3 separate regions of the Mus musculus genome follow, and all the other regions are linked to region 1. The links are chromatin contacts, called in public Hi-C and HiChIP or PLAC-seq maps. All regions are on one chromosome and are shown on one strand. The core of a region is the stretch at or near the end of the contact, and the rest is flanking DNA. Distances in the headings are between cores, read along the strand shown.

Region 1 (2,780 bases), core at 147-2,646:
CAAGCTAAATAGTGTTTTTCTTATTGGCATGATGGGTTTAATGAGGACCCAAAATATATTAGGAAATGAGATTTATTTTAATTTTTAAAAATTGAATAATGTTTTTAGAGACAAGGTGTCATTAGGGAGCTCTGCCTAGCCTGCAAGCCACAATGCAGAATGGACTGGCTTCAAACTCAGCAATTGTCCTGCCTCAGCCTCCTAGTGCTGGGCTGGAAAGTGTGGGCCACCATGCCAAGCAAGTCAAGGTCTTTAAGGAAATAATTAAATTAAAATGGGGACCTTGGTGTCAGTACTAATCAAGCATAAGGAGATGATATTAGGACACAGACACTCAGGGGAGGTCATGTGACAACGCAGGTTGAAGATGCCATCATCTTCAGCCACAGAGAGAGGCCTCGGGAGGAAGAAGTCACACTCACACCCTGATCTTGGGTCTCCAGCCCCCAGAAGGCAAGTCATCAACTTCTCTTACGTCACCTGGAACTTCTTAAATGTCTTCCACTCACAAACACTTCCTGCATGAAATCTTTACACAACCCTGGGTATATGGACATAAAAATAGAGTGCACAACTCTAATAAACCACAAAGATGTTTATTTCCAAACAATTCCTTGGTGCACGTCTACGTTTCCCACTTGTTAATGACGAAGGCACGTTTGTGTACTACGAATGAATGGATGTGCACACTCAGAAAAGGGATGAATGGACTGTTCCCTTCCAAGTTCAAACTAAGGCCTGTGCCGGCAGGCAGCCTCCCTCAGGCAGATGTGTGCCTCATGGCTCACGCGCCTCAGAAGCAGCTGATGCCTGGAGCTGGCTTAGCTCTCCTCTTGAGAGTCAGTCAGTCATTTGAATTAGTGTCCTGTCAAATGCCCTCGGCTTTGTCTTTCCCATGACCCCATAAAGTGGGTGCTGTCAGTCTCTCAGGGGCCCGGCTCCTTCCCCTTCTGTCAGAGCTCTGGGAAGTCCATGGCTGCTGTCCGGAGGAAAGGATATTCTTAGTTCTGACTAAGGCACTGAGAACTCTCAAACAAGAGCCGATGGTGTTCTAATGAGGAGCAGATGAAGGGCACAAACGCCTAAGCCAAAAATCCGGGAAAGCTGAGAAAAGAAAATACCAATATTGCCAAATCCTTCTGAGCTCCAAGTTTGTAAGCATGATCAGTCTGCTTGCTGGACTCTTGCAATGAAGCCTACGGAGGAGTTCAGAATCACGCAGACTCGAAAGAAATAAATTTAATCAAGAAACCACTAATCTCAGATAGGTTCGCCAAAAGGGATGTCTTAATTAGCCCACACTTTAAGAAAATCTTCTGCAACAACCAAAACCCATGACTAATTACCATGTGTGGCTGGGTGGGGCAAAAATACAAGGCAGCTAGAAGCCAGTGGAGAGTGTGATGTCTTTGTTCCCATTGTCACAGGTCATTCCTTTGCTGTGAGGGCTCTGAGCTGTGTCCTATGAGCTAAAAGAAAACGCAGAAAGCTCCATTCTCTTCATTTGCGGATCCTCGCACGGCCTCCAGTACTTGATAGGTGTGTGTGTGTGTGTGTGTGTGTGTGTGTGTGTGTGTGTGAAAGAGTTAAACACTGTCATGAGAAAAACGGATGACTAAACCCAACAAGCTCTGTGCGGTTTCTTCTCTCCTTCCTTCACAGGACAAACAGTGAGAGACGATGCACATAGATCCCTATAATGTGACCCCAAAATCTCCATGTATCCAGCAGTAACACTGGCTTCCGTCAAATGACAGAGGAGAAAATAGATGGCCAAAATCCCAGGCCGCCTCTTCCTTCAAACCCAGCCTAAGTCTATCTCTGGCTTAAGTTTGAGAGCAAAAGCCAGGGCTTGCAGAGTGCTAATGGCAGGAGGGGGCAGTTGCCATCCAACATGTTAATTAAAGACAGAGTTAGCTGTGAAAAGGAGAGAAAGGAGGAACTGATAAAGGGAGCCCCAAGACTGTCTTCAAGGCACTGACATGCATTTTAGGTTAAAGTGGAAGAATGGGGTAGAGGCAAGAGATCTGCAAAGTTAAGCAGTCTGATCCAGGTGTAGTCTGGTTGGTCCTCACTCAGCTCTGCTTCTGCATCGTACTCTGAATTAGTCATTGTCATCATTTGAGGAGAGCAATCTGGTTCTCATGAAGTGGTCACTTCTGCTCCAGGGTCCAGGCTTACCATAGCAGACAATGGCTCTCATGTCTGTTTAGTGGTAGTTTAGTCCTTAGTCATAAGGTGTTTATTGATCAACCCTATTTTTCCCAGGATCTAAAGTGTCTGGAAATCTCTAGACAGCTTTAAATATTGTTAGGGGATCTGGAACGGGGTGGGGGAGGTACTCTATAATAAGATAACCATGGAGACAGATACAAATGAAGGAGAGAGGTCAGGTTTTTTCCTAATCCCAATTACCTTGTGGGACCAAAGAAGGAGACGGTGCTTTTTAGCCAAAACACTTCCTAAGTCCCTGCTGTACCACTCCCTCAATTCCCAGACTTTGAATTCTAGAATTTCCCCCCAGTAATTATAAACTTTGGCTTAAAATGAAATACATTCTTTAAGAAAATATTCTTTAAGCATCTCTGAATGTTCCAGATCCCCCCCTCTCTCAAATAAAAATTAAATTTACTAGGAAAGCGCACAAAATTAAAGGTAAGCAGATAGCTGCATATACTTTGGGATATTCACTTAAATTTACCCTGACTTATGTCTTTACTTACTATTCTTATAAAAGATCAAGCTATACTAATTACTATTGTTTGTCTGAGAAATTATTT
Region 2 (2,780 bases), core at 156-2,655, 320 kb before region 1:
CTCGCCACCTCCTGCCACTCCCGTGTTTCCTTTACCCATCAGATTCTTTTCAGTGCTATTTGCAGATGAAGGTTCTAGATAACGTAGAAGGAATTCCCCAGTTGCACTTGAATAGCTGTGGGCAGTGTGTAGTTGCTCAGGGAGCTCACTGACTTTGCAAGGAGGAAAGAAGACAAAGGCACAGCCAGTTTTCCTGTGGATAAATCAAAACAAGGACAGTTTGAGAGCCAAGGAGGGAGAAACATCATTTCAACCTCTGGCTCCTTTGTCCTCCTTGGCTCTCTGGCATTGGCTTCATAGTGCAGTTAGGGCTGAGACACAGGAGGTATGGAGACTCCTGTCATGTTGTTGTTCCCTTCAACCAGGGGAAAGGCTGGCTCCAGCCAGTGGAAGAACAGATGCACTCTGCTGAGAAATTCATACGTTTGTTTTAACCCTTCCGTTAAAGATGTGTGAGAGATGTTCACAGCTCATGGTGGGCAGCTCCAGCATGCTGCCTTCCCAAGTGGATCGGACGGGATTGGCATTTTGTACTGGACCCTTCCCCAGGGTTTATGTCACTTACTGTCACTTACTGCTGTCCTGCCAGGTGACTCATCCTACCACCCGTGCTTCTTGGATGAACAATCAGGTACAGAGTAAGATTTTGTCCAGAGTGACATGGTTGGGAGTCGGGACTCAAACCCAGGAGTCTAGACTTCCCGCCCTCAGCTCTATCACTGTATGACCAGGGTTGATCCCATACTGAGCTACATGAAGGTGCACTGGTCACTGACACCATTGTTAAGTGTATTTATGTCACCATGGCCTTGTAATTAAGAGACTGATTTGGTACCATCAAATGTGTCTCCTTGGTCCTCTTTGGCTTTGATGTGTTCATTGTAATTCCAATAAAAATCTGGTGGCTCTGGGGCCTCACCATGAGGCTTGAGGGTTTTAGGTTCTGTGTGTCTGTTTTACTGTTGTGAACAGTATGGGGGTACGGGGGAATAGGGGAGGTGGACCCAGGCCACAGATGAGCCTTTCTCTAAGGTGGTTGGGTGTGTTTTCTTGTAAACTACACCTGCAAAATAGTAAGATTGAATAATCTAAAAATTCACAATAATACAGCTTTACAATCTCACCAGTAATATTCTTGCCACAAGAGAATTATGTTGATTTGATAAAATGAGATAAATATGACCCATGCTTGGTCTTTTGTTTTCTTTTGTCCTTTTCTTTCTTTCTTTTTTTCTTTGTTTGCCTAAAGAAAAACCCCAAACAACAACAAAATCAACAAACAGCCAGAATCAGTACATCTGGCTCAGCATACATAGTTCAGAAGCTGATAGAGCGAGCGGATACTCAGTAAATGATAGCAGCTGTAAAGGAGAACTCACTCATCTGGCTCACCTCTCATCCCAGGCTAAGCCTGCTTGAGTAATTCCTCACTTGAAAGGAGTTAGAAAGAGTTCTGACTAATACACACCACAATAAACCATAAAACCCAAGGACTTTAGTAAAAGCCCGACTTTCCCACATGTCTTCACATAATAAATGCTCCCAAGTCAGTGAGAGCTCGAGCAAGAGCAAGAGCAAGAGGGAGAGCGCAAGAGACAGAGAGCAGACCCCTGCCCCTCCTAGAGCTCCCAAGACTTTCCCCAGCTTGGATGCCTGGGGCCTCTGAACTGCTAGATGTCTGACTACTGACCATCCCTTTCCAGCTCTGGTCTTTAACCAGAACCTGGGAGCTCAGCCACAGCCCAACCTTGGTCCTACTGAGAAAAGCTGTACCTTTTTTAAACCCCAAATTAAGGTCTTTTAGTTTTTCCTTAGTTTTCTTCTGCAGGACATAATCATCAGCAATAAAACACGCTTTTACGTTGTCCCCAGCTAGACACCAGCCAACAGTTCTTACCTAGGAGAGACCAGGGGACTCCTGTAAGGATCAGCACATCAAAAGTAGATTCTCTCGTTATTAAAGAGTATTTCAAGTACAAATCAAGGGCCTGTTTCATACGTGTCATCAGATTGTTGCAGATAGACCAGACCCACTGGTCATATTTTTTTCTTGTGTTCTCCTAAGAATGAGAGCTTTCAGCTAATTATGTGAGGCTGATTTTTCCTCATTCTTCTAAGCAAAAGGGAGGGAATAAAATAAGGAAAGGAAAAGGAGAGAAGGAGGAAGAAATAGGAAGCAGGAGGGAGGAGGAGGGGAAGGAAGACAGATGGTGGTGGTTTGTGGGAAATTCCAATGATGGCATCTCCATCTTTGGCAGTAGGGTGGACTAACTATCTGAATAAATTACACCAAGATACAATACCTAAATATGTGGAATCTTCCATGCACCGTGGTGCACATTATAACCCCAGCACTTGGAGGATGACTCCCAAGTTCAAGGCCAGGTATACATAGTGAATTCTGCACAGCTACATAGATTCTGTCTTAAAACCTACTCAAAAATGAATAAATGCAAAATTCTGTATAAAACACATTAAGAATATTTTAAATGTATTGTCAGTGACACACGGAAGCAGAGCATGTCCTCAGAGGATACATCGTGAGTCTGGTCACATCAGGAGAAGCAAGCAGGCTGTATCCACTGCTTGACCTGGAATAGGTGAGGACTGGCACTCAGCATCCTTCCTCAAGTGCAGGACCTACACTTTGGATTTTTATGGACTTCACAGTAGGCTGTAGAAAGATCTTAGGGTCTCGTTAGAAAGCACCAGATAAAGCTGGGATTTGGAAAGAGGAACTTCAGAAAGAGCCTAGAAGATGCCCAAGGCCCACAGCAGCA
Region 3 (2,780 bases), core at 202-2,701, 280 kb before region 1:
CAATGAAAAAAAAAATGCTGTCTATACTATCTATACACAACAGAGATAGACTTTCTTCCTTATTGCTATTCTCTTAATAAATTACATTATAGTAAAACGTTATCTAACATTTGCATTGTTTTAGGCACTGTAAGCCATTTAGAGATGAGTTAGAGCATATGAGAATGTGTGCAGGCTATATACAGACAGAGCCTTATTTTATATGAGATTTCTTCTCAGTGTGTCAGTCAGCTTTCCATCACTGTAACAAAATATCTGAGGTAAGAAACTTAGGAAGAAAGGTTTATTTTGGCTCATGGATTCGGAAGTTTCAACTTCATGCTGTAATTGGTTGTTTTAATCCTGTGGCAAGCAGCATATGATAGTAGTAGCATGTGGAGGAAGAAAATTGTTCACCTCATGGCAAATACAGAGGGAGAGAGGGAGAGAGAGAGAGAGAGGAGGGGAGGAGAAGAGAGAGATTGACTTAGGGTTCAAATACCACCTTTAAGGGCACAACTCCAGTGACCTAATTCCCTTTAGTAGGTCCTGCTTGGTCACAATATGATGCGGACTAAACCTTCATAATATGCACTTTCTGGGGGACACTTATGAAAAGCCATAGTCTTTAGATTTTTGGCACCTGTAAGGGGGTCCTGGAATTAGTCACCCACGAATACCAAGGCACAGCTCTAATTGTTGCCCAAATCTTGGTGGCCATAATTCTGTTCTCTAGATTCTGCTTCCCAGCACCAGGCTCTCCTTCAGGCAATGGCTTTTCTATTGCTTCCTCCTGGGCCCATGTGATTCCCCATCCCCTGAAGGCATCCCTTCTCCTTACTCTGCCCTATGGAGAACTAGATGCCATTGACCTATTGCTCTTCTGAGACAGTGTTGGTGTGTGGGTTAGTTTTGTCAACTTGACACAAGATGGAGTAATTTGGGAAGAAGGAACCAAAATTGAGAGAATGCCACCATTAGACTATAGGCAAGGCTGTGAACATTTTTTGATAAATGCACTTCTATCATAATTATCATTACTGTTGCCACCATCATCACCTCCTCCTCTTCCTCTTCTGCCCCCTCCACCTCCTCCTCCTTACCACTCTCTTCCTTCCTCCTCCTCTTCATCTTCTTCCTCCTCCTTCTCCTCCTCTTCATCTTCTTCCTTCTCCTTCTCCACCACCTCCTCATCTTGCTCCTCATCACTCTCCTCTTTCCTCCTCCCCTCCACCTTCCTCCTTCTCCTCCTCCTCCTCCTCCATTTTCTTCATTATCATCTTTCTCTTCTCATTTGTAAGTCTGAGCTCACAGACACATCAGCCGTAGGTGGGCTTGGTGGGTGAGCATGCCCTCACCTGGTCTGATGGATCTGGTTGGGATTTGTTTGCTACAGGAAGGCCACTGTGTGCAGGGCCTTGTTTAACCCGACTTTCTCTCTTTAGAAAGAGAATTCTCATCAGATGAATCATTCCTGACATGCTCGCTGGAGCCAGAGACTTTTGGCTCCCAAGCTGTTTACTGCGGCACTGACTTTGTCCCATAAGTGTTCTTAGGAAACAACAAGGGTCAGAATTGTCATTGTTTCGGCTTTAAAAAGCTGGAGACTTGGAGATAAGCCAGGGCTGGGTAGAAGGGTGTTCCTACCCATGGGACTACTCAGTGTCACACAGATCAACACCTCCTAGACTCCTGAAGCAACTTGCCTCTGTTGCCGAGGCCTGGCTGCCTATGTATCAGATAAGACACTTGCTCTCTGATTGTCTGAGAAGCCCTTGTTACTGTCCAACAAGGCCAGGCTGCTCATTTCCACTCACAGGTGTGATGTAACCAGTATGTAGGGAGGCCTTCCTCTGAAAACCTGGCTCATTCTGATACCCCCCATCGTCATCCTCAGGCTCCTGACACGTACTTTTTAATACAGTGTGCTTGGATGGACTGGCATATATTTCTAATGTTCGACTTGTAAGTCTCTAACACTAAGAACTATGATAATAGCATCAATGCTCTACCTGCAACTTGATTCAGAGCCTGCAGAGCCAGAGAGGACCATAGATCTCATGCTTTTCCTTAGCACTTGTGTACGATTGTAGGCCAGGTTCATCATGCTCCTTACTATGTGCACCCTTGAGGGTCGGCTTTGACCTTATCTTTCCATTCTTGCACTGATGACTGGATGCCTATGGCACCCTATTGTTTGTTCCAGGGTCCAACTAGTACACAGATGATGTTTATATGTTGATGTCAGCTTGCCTCATGTGGCTAGGGCTGTACCTTGTCTGGGTGGTGTAGAGCTGGTGTTTACACAGCAACGGTGTCATCTTCCCCCCAGCTGGCTTGCTTCCATCACCTTCCATCAGATCTTGGGCGTGAAGTGCTCTCAACAGAACATGATGGACCCAGAGAGGCAGAGGAGCAGTATAGATGGGGTCAGGGTTTGGATGCGGATAGGCTGTGTGGTATCCGGTTCTGCCTTTGCAGGCTGTGTGATGTTATAGCATGGCTCCAAGGGTTTCCGTCCTGTACACGTTTTGCTTGTTTCTAACCTTGGATAGGGATCCTTTGTTCCTTACTCCCCTTTCTTAGATACAGTCTCCAGGACATCACAGGCCATGGAGTTTGTCCTTCTGTCTTACACAGAAGTACATTCTGAGGCAGCTCTGTGGAGCCATGAGAACCTCTTCAGTTGTTCATAAGTCTTTGTAAGCAGCCCCTTTTTAAACTTAACCACTCCAAGGAACCAGAGAGCCACAGGGAAGAGGAAAATTAGACCATGCTTCCAGGCATGGGGCACCAAGGGC

The links. Hi-C and Micro-C count contacts between places; a contact is called where the count stands out from the background. HiChIP or PLAC-seq counts read pairs in DNA pulled down with a chosen protein or histone mark.
Region 2: a contact with region 1 is called in an H3K27ac HiChIP or PLAC-seq map of the NIH/3T3 cell line, with 6 times the contacts expected there. The contact joins two enhancer-like sites. A contact is called at or near these places in 1 of 15 datasets of contacts at CTCF or cohesin (the NIH/3T3 cell line), 5 of 484 Hi-C or Micro-C datasets (3T3-L1-derived adipocytes, bone marrow-derived macrophages, embryonic fibroblasts and 2 more) and 1 of 115 datasets of contacts at active chromatin or transcription factors (the NIH/3T3 cell line).
Region 3: a Hi-C map of embryonic fibroblasts shows a contact between it and region 1, with 2.6 times the contacts expected there. The contact joins two enhancer-like sites. A contact is called at or near these places in 1 of 39 promoter capture datasets (the 3T3-L1 cell line), 1 of 15 datasets of contacts at CTCF or cohesin (the NIH/3T3 cell line), 5 of 484 Hi-C or Micro-C datasets (3T3-L1-derived adipocytes, the C2C12 cell line, bone marrow-derived macrophages and 1 more) and 2 of 115 datasets of contacts at active chromatin or transcription factors (the NIH/3T3 cell line and cardiomyocytes).

The regions. Positions count from the first base shown.
Region 1 is chr6:117,325,672-117,328,451 of GRCm38.p6, reverse strand. No RefSeq gene overlaps it. Among named protein-coding and RNA genes, the nearest start is that of Cxcl12, 160 kb to the right of the region's middle. Within about 2 kb of position 1,396, at least 35 of the 459 cell types and tissues checked have an H3K27ac peak or open chromatin away from gene starts, as enhancers often do. A contact at or near this core is called in the NIH/3T3 cell line and embryonic fibroblasts, where this site is marked.
Region 2 is chr6:117,649,371-117,652,150 of GRCm38.p6, reverse strand. No RefSeq gene overlaps it. Among named protein-coding and RNA genes, the nearest start is that of Gm9946, 91 kb to the right of the region's middle. Within about 2 kb of position 1,405, at least 9 of the 459 cell types and tissues checked have an H3K27ac peak or open chromatin away from gene starts, as enhancers often do. A contact at or near this core is called in the NIH/3T3 cell line and embryonic fibroblasts, where this site is marked.
Region 3 is chr6:117,605,967-117,608,746 of GRCm38.p6, reverse strand. No RefSeq gene overlaps it. Among named protein-coding and RNA genes, the nearest start is that of Gm9946, 48 kb to the right of the region's middle. Within about 2 kb of position 1,451, at least 28 of the 459 cell types and tissues checked have an H3K27ac peak or open chromatin away from gene starts, as enhancers often do. A contact at or near this core is called in the NIH/3T3 cell line and embryonic fibroblasts, where this site is marked.